2 separate regions of the Triticum aestivum genome follow, and region 1 is linked to region 2. A link is a contact called in public Hi-C data. All regions are on one chromosome and are shown on one strand. The core of a region is the stretch at or near the end of the contact, and the rest is flanking DNA. Distances in the headings are between cores, read along the strand shown.

Evidence for each region. Hi-C and Micro-C count contacts between places; a contact is called where the count stands out from the background.
Region 1: a Hi-C map of leaf shows a contact between it and region 2, with 8 times the contacts expected there. The contact joins the promoter of LOC123070702 here to the promoter of LOC123070700 in region 2. A contact is called at or near these places in 2 of 5 Hi-C or Micro-C datasets (both in leaf) and 1 of 1 datasets of contacts at active chromatin or transcription factors (leaf).

What each region holds. Positions count from the first base shown.
Region 1 is chr3B:521,537,649-521,541,661 of IWGSC CS RefSeq v2.1, reverse strand. It overlaps LOC123070702 (serine/threonine protein kinase OSK1), which reads left to right and starts at 1,289. Exons shown (of 11, transcript XM_044493996.1): 1 at 1,289-1,436; 2 at 1,924-2,105; 3 at 2,623-2,807; 4 at 3,063-3,245; 5 at 3,350-3,481; 6 at 3,572-3,757. The coding sequence starts at 1,931.
Region 2 is chr3B:520,792,177-520,796,045 of IWGSC CS RefSeq v2.1, reverse strand. It overlaps LOC123070700, which reads left to right and starts at 2,468. Exons shown (of 7, transcript XM_044493994.1): 1 at 2,468-3,221; 2 at 3,509-3,748. The coding sequence starts at 2,640. LOC123070701 (a long non-coding RNA gene) reads right to left here and starts at 1,917. Exons shown (of 7, transcript XR_006433896.1): 1 at 1,699-1,917; 2 at 736-890; 3 at 82-665.

The DNA.
Region 1 (4,013 bases), core at 40-2,539, 750 kb before region 2:
CAAAACCCCCACTTTCTTCTTCAACTCCCTGCCACTCTCCGCCCAATTCCTGCTCTTTTCTCCCACCCTCTCCCTCCCTCTGCCGCCGACACATGGAACCGTCGAAGAAACTGTCGGAGATGTTGTCGGCGGAGGTGCCGGAGGATCCGAGCATCACGCTCACCCGAAGGATCAGCTCGGAGACGCGGCAAAATCGCCGCGTCAAAGTGAAGGCCGCAAAGGAGGAGAAGTTGAAGAGCGTCTGGCCACCGGTGGGCCTGGTGGTGGCGATGGGCGTGGTGGGCGTGCCGGACGAGGCGGCCAGCGACGGAGAAGAAGATCAAGCTCGAGGAGAGGAGGACCATGATCAAAGACAGGAAGGCGGCGCTCGAGAAGAAGAAGGCCGCGCTCGAGGATAAGAGGGTGAAGATCGCTGCTAATGCGGAGGGCGCAAAGATGTTGACTAGGAATATCGACTCTTTGGATGCCGACGCTAGAATTACCGTGCAATCCGTCCGCTCCAAATGTTGGAGCAGCAGAAAGATGAGTTGGCAGCGACGAAAGATGAGGAAGCGGCGGAGGCGGACGCGGACGCGGAGGCTGCCTACGCGGCGGCGGCGACACCTCCTTGATCGGGGAGCAAATTGTTGTGATGGCCGGCCCGACAGGGTAGAAATGCACGAACTGCGAGACCGATGTTCTTTTGGATTGGAATGTAAAAACTAAACATATTTGCCTCCTTTTGGTTGTGATCTGGGATGCGATACAGCTCGGGTGTGATCCGACGCTTTGTGTGGATCAACGCTTTGTGTGGATCAACGTAGATTTGAATTTGAATTTGTCGGCAGATATATACATACTTCGTTAGATGGCGGTCTCCTGCATCCGTGTCCGGGGACGGGTGCAGGAGGAAATTTGCAGGTTGCCCTGACCATCCAATCACAAATTTTCATTTTCATTGTAGTAGTAATTTGGTCTCTGCTGTGTCAGATATTCTCTCGCGCTAAAAGAACCCGGACGTTAATCGCAGCTGAAGCGAGTACCGACACTGTTGAACCCGTGGCGCTCACCAAGCACCAACGCACCGGGAACGAACCGTCCCGTCGCGTCGCGTTCCCGTCGCATCCACCCGGCGGAAAACGACAGATCGCGGTGGAATCCTCCCCGTCCCACGCCGTCTGCCCGTTGTCTGATTGGCCCCCCACCGCACCAGCGAGCCGCACGAACCCGCGCGCGCCACGAGCGCGCGCGGTCCCACCCGCAGTCGCCGTCGCCGTGGGCCCCTCGGTGTTGCGGGAATCGAATCTCTCCTCCCCTCCCTCCCCCTTCCCCCGGTCCCGTGAGCGACGCATCGCTCCCCAGTCTCTCCACCCCCCTCCTCTCTCTCTCCGTCCGCCCTCCGCATCTCCGCGCCGCCGCCGCTACGCCTCTCCCCGGGGAGCCTCGCCGGCGGCCAGGTAGGGGAGCCTGCCTCACCGCCTCTCCCTCTCGCCGCCTCCCGCTCCCCTCCCCGCTCGGGAATTCCGCGAGGCTCTTGGGTTTATGGGTGGACCCTGAGTTTTCGTTTCATCGCTCCACGAGTGAGCGAGATTCGCTCCCTACCTAGCCTGCAGATCCGTGAGCTCCCGAGCTTAGCATGTCGTGCTAGTCTTTCGGCGATGCTGTGGGTCTCAGGTTGAATTGGGCAGGAAGAGCTGTTCTGGGGGAAATGGCCCTTCTCCTCTCGGAATTAAGCATTTCTGCCTGCCTTTTATCCCCAGCCGTCGGAGGCGCGGGGACAGTTGCAATTCAGCACACGGGCCAGCTGGATCTGTCCTACTTAAATGGAACAGCTAGCGTGCTTTGTTCATGCCCGCCCGTCGTGTCCGTGTGAATTTCTTACTAGTATTAGTGATTTCCCAGCCTTCATTTCCTGAAGTGTAGTTTGGTGTGATTGCGATTAAGGTGGAAGATGGAGGCAGGCGGCAAAGATGGCAACCCTTTGAAGAATTACCGTATTGGGAAGACCCTGGGGATTGGTTCCTTCGGGAAGGTCAAGATTGCTGAGCATATAAAAACTGGCCACAAGGTGGCCGTCAAGATCCTTAACCGCCGGAAAATCAAAAACATGGAGATGGAAGAGAAAGGTTGGTAATTTGGCTTGCTCTATTGAGCTCATTCAGTGAGTAGAGTTTCCTATTATGTACATATACCAACATATAACACATAATTAGTTTCTTTGTGGGATGTTTGTTTATTGGGTAATGTGCTAAACTAGTATTCTGCTATTGTAGTAATTATGGCTCATAAATGGAAAGTTGACATGCTACTATTCTTCTATTAATAACATATACTCCCTGTGATTCAGCCGTTCAAGTAATTACCATTCTCATAAATGGAGTGCTCCTTTTTTTCTATCTTTGCATGATGTAGGAAATTGTGATTGACATGAGCAAGCACATCAGCCATGTGAATGCAGCACCACTCTTGATTACTAATGTTGTATAGGAACTGTTTAAGAAAATATTCACTGCTCAAGTGCCAAGCACAACAAATGCTCTCGTCTTACATTTTGAGACAGAGGGAGTATCTTATATAGTTATTTGGTCTAAAATGAAGCACTCCAGTTATTTTTGTTTTGTTTTTTGCATTGTTCTCTTGCAGTGAAAAGAGAGATCAAGATATTAAGATTATTCATGCACCCGCATATCATCCGCCTTTATGAAGTGATAGAGGCACCAGCTGATATTTATGTGGTTATGGAGTATGTTAAGTCTGGTGAATTATTTGACTACATTGTTGAGAAAGGTAGGCTACAGGAGGAAGAGGCCCGCCGTTTCTTTCAACAGGTAATCTCTCCTTTATTGTCTTGAACCCTTTATTCTGAAGATTCTACTCAGCGTCCTAGTTTCTAAACTCTTAAAGTTTGGATTAAGCTTTTTTTTTTTCTGTTCTTGTTTGCCACTTATTTTGATGATGTATCAGCAATGGCATGTGAAATATAGTTTGCTCGGAAATTGCAGAGTGCAGACACAGTAATGATGTTTATCATTCCACTCAGACCCTTAATGTGACGGGTTACTTTGTTTTCTGTCTTTGAACAGATCATATCTGGTGTTCAATATTGCCACAGGAACATGGTGGTGCACCGCGATCTAAAGCCGGAGAACCTTCTTTTGGACAATAATTGTGATGTTAAGATTGCGGATTTTGGCTTAAGTAATGTTATGCGTGACGGCCACTTTCTTAAGACAAGTTGTGGTAGCCCAAATTATGCAGCTCCGGAGGTAATTATCCTTGAACTAATTTCAGACAGAAAGGACATGGCATCGTTGTAGCTTTGTTCCCAGACTCTTTGGTTTCACTGTATAATATACTTTCTGTTATGTAGGTTATATCTGGAAAACTGTATGCTGGGCCTGAAGTTGATGTATGGAGCTGCGGTGTTATTCTTTATGCTCTTCTATGTGGTACTCTTCCATTTGATGATGAGAACATACCCAACCTTTTTAAGAAAATAAAGGTTAGCAATTATATGTGTTGTCTGCATTTGAATGGTGCATCTGTACCTGCTTCTAGTGATATAAATAATATATTCCATTTTTCATTTCAGGGTGGAATATATACCCTTCCGAGCCATTTATCAGGCCCAGCAAGGGATTTGATTCCAAGGATGCTAGTTGTTGATCCTATGAAAAGGATAACCATTCGTGAAATACGCGAGCATCCATGGTTTGAAGCTCAACTCCCACGATATTTAGCCGTGCCTCCACCAGATACTGCGCAACAAGTTAAAAAGGTATACTTAGCCCTCTGCACCGCTTCCTTTATGAAAATCAGTTGAACTATGATATAATGGTGTTTCTCTGTGTGTTAGTTATGCCAAATATTCCGCCAATAAAGATATTTTTATATAGTTGATATCTCCTATTAAGGCATATAAACTTGGTGGTTAAGTTTATATGTGGTTAAAAATGTGCCCATCATTTCTCTTCATGATTTATAATGATATATTTTAAAGTTTTTTTCTGGGGTCTGCATGGGAGTGCTCACTG
Region 2 (3,869 bases), core at 1,219-3,718:
TGGAACATCAATGTAATGATCCAATCAGAAGCCTGGAGTGAATTACTATGAACAAATAGAAATGGGTGTCTTCATGCCTACCAAAAATAACATAAAAACGTTCTCCACCTCCCCAAACAAACCATTGCTTCCACAACCACTTATTTTTTCGCCACCTTGTTCCTAAAAAATCCAACAAAAGCATTATCGAAAGAGAATAACATGTTATGACGTGCTAACTGAATTCCTACACTACTGTAGGATGGTTGGCCTGGCGAATTCAAGAGTTAAAAAGTGATAGGGAAAATAGATTATAAACAAAACTGAATCGGTTATGACCTTGAAGTTGAGAAGACCATGTACAATTAAGAATCACTGTAGATCAGCATACATTCTGGTCTACTGTAAAACTAAAACTAAACATGTCAATCGTTGCAAAGATGGGAAAATATTGGCAGGTTAGTACAGTGAAAAGAGATGAAAGAGGCGACTAATAAGCTAGAAGGGGTGCAGCATGGTGAAACGAAGAAGAGAGCAAATCAACCACTTGCTTGACTTCCTTACCATGTCCTTGACTCCATGTCCACCCAGTTCGTACTATGCTTAGCCAGTGATAGAATGTATTTCTGTCTGGGTGAGTTGAACTGAAACTCTGAAGCGGACATCGTTCTAAACACTGCGTGTGTCTGTATGTCCACAGAAATTAGAGGGAGCGACAGAGATTATGAGGGTGTGTGCCTACGGACCCAAACTTACAGAGAAAACCCAAGACAACAGGAATGCTGAAGAGATCAGAAGATGGTGGGGCAAACACGGCGGCGTGTTGCCTCATAATGCACATCCATGTCTAACTCTCGGTCCTTCTTCTCCGTGTCCTCCTCCTCCTCTCCTGTCAGGGTCGTCGTCATGATCTGCCACAGAAAAAATATAAAAAATGAACACGTCGCTCGATCAGAACAATAGAGGAGAACCATCGTGTCGGGGCAGCTGTAGGGCGGCCGTCAGAATGGAGGGCAATGGAGGTTCCCCGCGTCGTCCTCTGCGTGGAAGACGCCTCGATCCGCAGGGGCTCCGGGTGTGGGGACTGGCCAGGTTGGAGGAGAAGAGTAGGGGGCGCGTGACGGACGCCAGCGGCTCGGGAAGAGGATGAAGGAATCGAGGCGTGGCCCGCGGAGTGGCGGCGTGGCGGAGGCGGTGTGGCAGCGGCCAAGCTGCGGCTGGGGAGGCGGCGAAGGGGGCGGCAGGGGAGGCTCCCGGCGACCCGCAGCGGGGGCGGGCTCCCGCGGCTGGGGAGGCTCCCGGCGACCCGCGGCCGCTTCCCGTGGCTCCGGCTGCGCGAGGAGGCTGTGAAGGGCGCGGCTGCAGGAGGCGAACGGCGCGGCTGTGGGAGGAGGAGGAGGAGGTCGTGCCGGAGAAGGAGGAGATCGTGCGGGCAGGCTGTTTTCTTTTTTTTATTATTACTGCGGGGCAGATTAGCGATCGATAGACTGTGGCTTATTGCGTGGTTGGTAGCTTTAAACACAGAATAATTAAGGGCCATTAGATTTTGACGATGAATGGATGTGATTGTTTGGATCTGCATCTTTTTTTTACAGTGATAATAGATAGTAGATATAAAGTATTACTCATCTACGTACAAGACGTTTTTATAGTTGAATTAGATATTCGAAAAAATAAATAGATGTAGAGGAAGTACTAGCACATACTGATTCGGCTTACATTGCACTTAACTGCAGGCGGAAGCAGTTGCTCCGATTTGCATGTCCGCGCCGGTAAAAGCAACGCTGAACCACACAGCACGGATCGGGCGGCCTGCAATGACCAAGCTCCGTAGCCGCTGCTCCGTCGTCCTCCTCTTTAAGACCCCCGTGCTTTAGTTAAGAGGCATAAACTAAAACCCGTCCCGCGTCGCCGAGAGGAATTGCTACTCCGGTACGTGGTCGTACACGGCACGGCACGGCACGGCGTCACCGGTACAAATCCGGGGAGACAACGAGAGCGCGCCCTCCTAACTCAGGAGAGACAATGGAAGAGACAACGCGCATGCATGCTTGCACCGTACGGCACGCGGGGGGGCGCGGGGAGGGGGGGGGTGCGGGGGGTGGCAGCACAAACATTTCTGCCCAAGCCCAGTGCGGTGGCATTCTATTCCGAACCCAACACGCTAGCCCAGCCGCAACCCAGCCAAACCAAACAAAAACCGACCGAATTCCCCCAGCAGATTGCTGTTATCCTCTCATCATCAGATCACAGTAAACGGAGGTGAAAGTGAAACCGAGCGGCGAATAAGCAGGAGCAGGTCGGCCGGCGTTGGTTGTCGCGGGGCGCCGCCCGTTCCGTTCCGTTCTTATCCACTCCGGCGCGGTGAGCCGAAGCGGCGTCGGGGCCACGCGGCCGAATCGCTGCCAGTGACCCCTCGCGCCCGTGGATCCACGTCGACCAGGTCAAGCCCCATTATCCCCCCACCCTCACCACTAGCCCGACTATTATTATCAACGCGTCGGCGTCGCCCGCCCGCCTCTCCTCCTCCTCCTCCTTTCCCCATTCGATTCCCCCCTCCATCCGCCCCCGCCTCCGCCCTCGCCTCTCCGATTCCATCCACTTCGACCGCGCGTGGAATCTGCGCTCCGAGGGGATCCCCCCCGAGGCCTCGCGCGCGCATGGAGATCTCTTTCGAGGCGTGGGAGGGGGTGCAGCGCCACGGCCAGGACATCGCCGACCGCCTCGCGCAGGGCTTCACGGGCCTGCTGCAGGCGCCGCCGCAGTTCCCGTGGCCGCCCGTATCGCACAAGCTCATGCCCTTCGAGATCGACCTCCCCGTCGTGCCCTTCGGCGCCGCGCGGGGCGCCGCCGGCGCCGGCAAGGACTTCTTCCCCACCGCCGCCGTCGCCTCCGTCATCGACATCGGCGGCAGGCTCGGCCAGGCCGGCGTCGAGATTGGCACATCCGTCGGCGGGGCCGTGCAGCACGCCGTGCGCCAGCTGCCCGTGCCCTTCCGGGGCGCCCAGATCCGCCGCCGAAAGCTGCAGCCGACGCCTTCTGCGGACGGGGCCGTCGGCCTCTCCTCGGAGAGGGCCGTCGATAGATGCCCTCTCGAGGCGGCCGCCGCCGCTGCGGCCGCGGCCACTGGAAGCGCTGCCGCGTCGACTGTCAGTGGTGTTAGAAACGGGGACGACCTTGATGAAGACGATGACGGATATGGCTGCGAAATCGGAACCCTCGGAAACTTTAAGAAGTCCAAGGTACGATTCAACTACTTCCTACTCCTAGTTCTATTGTGGGTTCGAGTATGTTTGCGTCTCACAGCCTTAATTCAGGCTTTACTCCCATTGAAAGTACTAAAATATTAGAATCACATTCTTATTATCCCCGAAGTGATTAGAATATGTAAGCTAAACCTTAGAATTTTGATGAACTCGAAGTGTGGGGATTATGTGAATCTTATTATCCCTCTGCTTGTTTAGAGCCAAGTCGTCTTTACAGGCATGACACAACATAATACTTTGCTCTTCTCTTGATGAACGTTCAGGGTACCGTAAATATGTCAGCGACATACAACACCAGGAACAATGATATTGAGAGTTCTGTTGTTGCACGTGGAGACCTGTGGAGGCTAGAGGCATCACGCAGCGGTTCAACTTCTGGAAACGATACTTCGCCCCTTTACCTTGTTCAGCTGGGGCCTTTACTATTTGTTCGTGACTCTACACTCCTATTGCCTGTTCATCTGTCAAAGCAACATCTGCTGTGGTATGGCTATGATCGCAAGGTACATATCCTTTATGTTGGCTTCTCCCTATATGTTAAACCCATTCATTCATTATTCGGTACATGCTTTTGTTTTATGGAAATTCATGTTCTCTTTGTTTTCTTATATGCTACGCCGTATT